2 separate regions of the Oryzias latipes genome follow, and region 2 is linked to region 1. Evidence: chromatin contacts called from public Hi-C data. All regions are on one chromosome and are shown on one strand. Each heading gives the region's core, a stretch centred on a gene start, on an enhancer-like site or on the middle of the called end of the contact. The rest is flanking DNA. Distances are from core to core; before and after follow the strand shown. Region 1 holds the start of agbl5 (cytosolic carboxypeptidase-like protein 5). Region 2 holds the start of LOC101155396 (B-cell lymphoma/leukemia 11B).

Region 1 (2,896 bases), core at 355-2,854:
GTGAACGAAAGTACAAACTGGTTGTCTATGATCTAGAAAACAGGAGACGGGAAGAAGAATTTCATGAAAGCGGTTGCTTGATTTGTGCTTCTCATCAATCTCACTGTTGGCCATTTTTTTTTTACCTCTGTTGTGGGTCTGTCTCGAATTCTTTCCCAACGGTTCTTGCCAGGTAGAGAGCGGACAAGAGGGGCCATTCCCTGGCTGTAGAGCTTCCTCTGATTGTTCATGTTCCTCACATTGATCTTAACTAACTTTCCAGGGGCTGCGCCCTTCACACTAAAGTAAAACCACGACCTAAAGGATTTACAGCAGTCAGTGAACATCCTATTGAAATTTTTGTTCATGTGAGATCCATTTGTCGTCACCTGTTTCCATTTTCGTGCTCGGTGCCGGCGCAGTCTGGCTGCGTCCACACATTGAACTCATAGTCGGGGGCGAGGTGTGACCCCGAGGGGGAGCTTCCACTGGAGGCCGTGTCAGAGGCGGGGCTTAGGTTGCCCCTCTCCACTTTTTCCACCCGTGCCAGGTTCCCCGAATCAAACTTGGAGCTGAACACGATGTTTCCAAAACACGCCTCCATGGCTCTCGGTCTTTTCCACCTCCTGCTTAAAATGTCTCTTTAGTGTCAGCCATGCATGTGACATTGACAGCCTGTTGTAAAATTAAAGAGAACAAGCAGTTTACATTAAAAATATATATAAATATAGAAGCACTTACGAGACACTTAGTACATAAACCTCTTCCTGGAAATCCCATTCAAACATACTGAACAACTGCAGGAAACTCATTAAATAGGGGAATTTCATCAAGGTGTTGCGTTCAAATGCTCACTTTCTTTCATCCCTTCTCTAAGTGTAAATGCTCCCATAAAGTCTTCAACATACAAAGAGGTGTTTTATTCGTTCATTTTGATGTCCCTGACTGACGTGTACATGAAAACAGCATTGGCATGGAGATTCAAGCCAACACAAAACAGCGACACCTAAAGGCATTTAGGAAAACTACAACCACAGATCAAAACATCATCGAATGATTACAACCCCCTTCATGTACCACAGTAAATTTGCTCATTTGAAATCAAGACGACACATTTGGAGCTAAATAGGGCAGATTAATTGCATTATTTATATATATTATATATATAATAAATGAGCGGCGAAATCAGTTGACCTAGAAAAATCAAAGTAGCGGGTCGTCGGGTAGAAAAAAAACGACGTTTGTTACACAACATCTCCGATGCTACATGATCACAACAGTGGGCTAACGATTTCAGGAAGGCTTACCACAAAGCTGAGTTTGATGCCGTCAGTGGTCCACATAGCTACTAGCAAAAACGTCCCCAAGCTTCAAGCTACTCGGCTAATTTAGCCACAAATAATAAGTCGTTGGTATATAAGCTCAGAATGAAGACCTAAACCGCGAGTTTAGCCCGTTAAACTATCGAAACACTTAAAATACGAGCCTTCCTGCCTCAGTTATGTACACAATCAGTCTTAAAACCGTTATTTTTAGTCGACGTTAACGTTTGTTGTCACCGTCCTTGTTCGCAACCCCCCGAATGCATCACACGGTGTGCTGCGTTCAGGACTATCAGAGGAAAGGATACAGAGAAATGTCCTCGTTGTTGGAAGTGGCGATGCTGCTGTTTCCTCCTGTTAGTATCTGGGGGGTTCAGAGGTGCAGTGCTGCCACCTTCTGCTATGGAATGCGGAATTTCGGAGTTTTATGACCATACAAAAGTAGTTATTATTTATTTCAGAACTCGCAATGAGAAAATAAATTGGATTTTATTAAATTGAATTAAAGGGAGAGCTCTGGTTCGAACGCTCCATGAACGCCTCACTCTGTTGAATTGTTAAATGTCATTTCTCAGTCGCTTTAGTACAATTCTCAGATCAGAATTGAAGTTTGCAAATATGTGTGTGCATTTCTCAAAACAATTTGTACAAACAGCAAAACACTATGGATTTCTTGCAAAAGCCTGTAACTTGCTCTACACTAACTTACTCCCTGGGCGAGTAACCCCACCAGCGCCCCCCCCCCCCCCCCGCACACATACAAAATTTGACAACATCCTGCTGTGTTCCCTATCTTCTATTTAGCCATTTTACACAAAAAAATGCATGAATTCTCTAGACTCGTATTACAGGGGGGTCAAACTCAGTCACACAGGGGCCTAAGTTAAAAACACGCTTAAGGTTTTGGGCCGAAGAAGATAAATGTTTACTGAACACACTAAAGCTAAACTTTTAAACCTTTTAAACTGAACTTTTTGAACATAAATATGAATAAAAACAGGAACACAAGTTAAACCTTAAATAACTTGTAATATTTTGTTTTCCATATAAATATATTCTGTCAAAATTATACAAATATGAACATGCTGCAGGACAAAAAACAAAGAAAGCCTGGAAATATTAATAAGAAATTATATATCAAATAATTCAATTTTTTTTGCTCTTTCATCATTTTTTAGAGCATTTTTTTTCAGAGCTGGATTCCTGCTTCATTTTTAGCAATAATTTCTTAATGTGTGACGTCCTGTGTCTTTGTGAAACATATCAGAGGGATTAGATCTAAAAAATAAAACTTATTGTGATTAATATGTTTAGGTCTTATAAAACATTAAAGACTAAATCTTAGAACTCATCAGTGGGATTACTCCAAAAATATTTGGCATTTCCCTAAATTTGTGCATCACCAACAGCAGAAATCCTCCAAAAAAACTCAATCTTAAAAAAATGGTCTGCGCTCATCCCCCCTCCCCCTCCCCTTCCCTCTGACACACGCGGCTCCGTCTCTATGACGGGAGGCGCAGCTGCGGCCCAGAGTTGATTGTCAGATAGAAAAAGACTCCCAATCACCTGTTAGTGTGATTCAGCCACCGGCGAGT
Region 2 (3,244 bases), core at 519-3,018, 170 kb after region 1:
TTTAAAGTGATGATGGAAATTTTCTGACTCAGGGACAAATCCTCTTCACTTTAATTAACTGACAGACAATAAGATGTCAGATCAATATCCACAACATGCCCCTCACTAAAATTAAAGCCTTATAAATGCAAAAGTCCTGCATCAGAGTTTTAAATTCAACAAGGTGATTGGAATGAGGCTTTATCGGCTGGGAGGGGAACACACCTGATGTGTTCTGCACAAAACACACCAGCCAAAGATCACATCAAGAACTTCTGCAATGAATTACTTAGATTAGGCCTCCACCAAATTGGATTTAGGCACAGAGGAGCCGTGGGAGATGAAGGTTAGATGGATTTAATTGATTTAAAATTGGATTATGAGACTTTTTAATCATATGTCGCATGGGGGGGGGGGGGTATACTGTCTGCGCAATTTAATTCCAAGTTTTCCAAAAAATTCGATATTTTTCCCGAAAAAACATTTAATTTAAAAATATTTATTTTTTAAAAAGTCGTTTTTTTTCTACTAAAAAACTGAATATGTTTCGCAATAAGTTTTCAAGCACGAACGTTTCTTAAAATGTTTTCTGATAGTATCTCAAAAATAGACTGAAGGATAAAAATAAACTGCGCGTAACTTACAGAACAGACGAAAAAACAAGAAAAACTTCTCATTAATAAAATAAATGATTAATTAAGAATGTACCACTGGCTGTAAAGTTACTTAATTAAATTAGAAAGAATTTCTAAAATGATGCAAACAGAAAATGAGATGAAACACGCGGAACGCACATGCGTGCATCCAAACGCACGCACAACAAGAGTTAGAAGATCAACTGGGGGTCCACATCAAATTCTGTAGCTTTGGTCCCAAAACAAATCAAGACTCAAATTTAACTTGAAAACAAAACTTTAAGTTATTTTATGTCAAAATTGTTTGTGATAAATCGATATTTTTGCGTCTTAAAAACAATGTTACATGTTTCCCAAAAATCTGCTGAATGATTATTTATTCTTTATTCCAGTCTGATAATAGCGTGGGTTTGTGCGCGTGACTCACCTTGTACGGTCTCTCTGTGCGTCAACGATAAGTGCTGCGGGTTCACCTGCTTGCGGCGGGACATTGCCCCGGCATTTACTCTGGCATCGCCCGGTGAACGGCACTTGGAGTCGGCTTGGACCGTGGTGTCGGTCTGGTGACCTGCTCTCCCCTTCCAGTCGTAGGCTATCCCTCCTCTGTACTCGCAACAGTCTTTCTCTGGAACTTTGACGCGCGGAGGTGCAGCAGCCAAACGGGACGCTTGACCACTTTGGAGGTTTTTTTGAATGGTTTGTTTTGTTGTTGTTGTTGTTGTTTTTTTTTACAAAGGGAAGCAACACCTGGATCAGGCAAGCGCGGGAATCAGAAAGCTTTAAGCCAGCGATGGCCCGTCTTTACGGGGAAAAAAATCATTCAGCTTTTGCACACCCAAAAAAATCCCTGGACTGCCCACCTCTGCGGCGATCGTGATGACAGATGAGGTAAAAGCAGCACTCCAGCGCTGATGGATCCTCCTTCCAGATTTTTTTCTGTTAAATTGAAATCTGTATTTGTTGTGTCTGGGGTCAAATCGCAGCTGTTTGCTTTAGGGTTCCCTACAGTCCTTCCGTCTCAACAATGCATGCTGCGCTAAAATGACCCTTTGGCACTGGCTCCTCCTGCGCGTTTTGGCACCGGTGCGCGGCACGGCAACTCTTGGCTCTGGTAGCAGCAGTCGTTGATTGAGAGAGAAAGAGAGACACACACGCACACACACGCACACACAAACACAGAGGCGAGAGAGAGAGAGAGAGAGAGAGAGAGAGAGAGAGAGAGAGAGAGAGAGAGAGAGAGAGAGAGAGAGAGAGAGAAAGGGACCACGCGCGAACACGAGACACCTCCTCCTTTTCTTCCAGCCAACTGAGGTCCGATGTTTCCCGGTTTCTTTTGGGGAGGCTAGTTCTTGTTGACTCACGTCGAAAGGTTCTCTGTTTGGGACGTGTGTGTGTGTGTGCGCGCGCGTGCCAACCCAGGTGGTGCGTGCTCAGGCTTGTCTCCGCTTTTGTAGGATTCAAGTTCAAGTGCTCCGAGCAGACGCGCGCAGGGGGCGGACAGCGCACGGACAGCTTCTTCTGGGCTCACAGAAGTAATCCATTTAACAGTTTTTTTAAGTTAATCCGTTCGTTTAAACGTTTATTTGTGGGGATTTAAAGACAAAATAGCAAGAAGAATTTGACTTTGTATTACTCCTACACACCAAAATTCACATTTCTGCAAATATTGTCTGTTGGTTTTGATATAAGTGACGTCACAAAAGTTCCATCTGACTATTTTAAACGCTCCTGCACACAATTATGGACAGTATAATGCACATATGTCCACAATATATTTCAAAACTAAAGGTGATCATGCCGCAGGATTGTTTGTTCGGATGATTGCAGCTTGTTGCGAGGCAACACTACCCTCTGTTGGCACAGTCGGGAGACAAATCCAACCTGTTTCAGTCCCTTTACTCTGTGAAGCCTCCTTGAAGTACCATTTATGATATTTAGACTCCAAAAGAGTCCTTGGAGCAGATCATTCTCGCGTGGCACTAATGGGCAAAATCATCCTGCACATTCCTGGCTGCATTCATTCAGATCCTCCATATGCACACTTGTACACATCACAGCTGAACTTCACAGCTTTCACATACAGTTCCCACTTGCGTTGCTCTATAATTTGGTTCCGATAGTTTGTTGAAAGAAAATAAAAGCCTCTTATGGCCATTTAAAGTTAGGCAGAGAAGTGCGCAGCTATAGCAATACATTTCAGAGCCTGCCATTAATAAAACATGCTGGGCAATTTTAAGAGCATTAAAAGTTAGATTGCTTCAGGGCAGGCCTGGGAGACTTTCAGAGTAGTAATTATTTATATAAATGAAATGTCATCTCAGCTCTGGCTCAAGGAGACATAACCTCAGCAGATGCCACATGGAAACACGGTGGCACGGCGGCGATCTTTCTCAGATCGGCCAGGCGTGTTGTGAAGCCCTAAGTGGAGGAGGGCAGAAATTTGGTATTTATGTTACAAGAAGCTTCTTCCTCCTCCTGTGGAGTTCAACAGCTGTCGTGGACATTCTTAAGGAAAACATTATCCTGAGTTCACACACTCTCCCTTGCCACCTTCTAGTGGCTGCAAGCATCTCCTTGATCCCAACCCTTGGGTGTCTCAATAATGCATCGGTGTCTCCATTATAGCTCAT

What was found. A called contact is a pair of places that touch in the nucleus more often than the background predicts.
Region 2: a contact with region 1 is called in a Hi-C map of embryo, with 6 times the contacts expected there. The contact joins the promoter of LOC101155396 here to the promoter of agbl5 in region 1. A contact is called at or near these places in 4 of 5 Hi-C or Micro-C datasets (embryo, fibroblasts and gastrula embryo).

Annotation. Positions count from the first base shown.
Region 1 is chr24:3,411,440-3,414,335 of ASM223467v1, forward strand. It overlaps agbl5 (cytosolic carboxypeptidase-like protein 5), which reads right to left and starts at 1,605. Exons shown (of 17, transcript XM_023953282.1): 1 at 1,287-1,605; 2 at 369-654; 3 at 126-297; 4 at 1-32. The coding sequence starts at 583.
Region 2 is chr24:3,578,231-3,581,474 of ASM223467v1, forward strand. It overlaps LOC101155396 (B-cell lymphoma/leukemia 11B), which reads right to left and starts at 1,769. Exons shown (of 3, transcript XM_011491454.3): 1 at 1,042-1,769. The coding sequence starts at 1,105.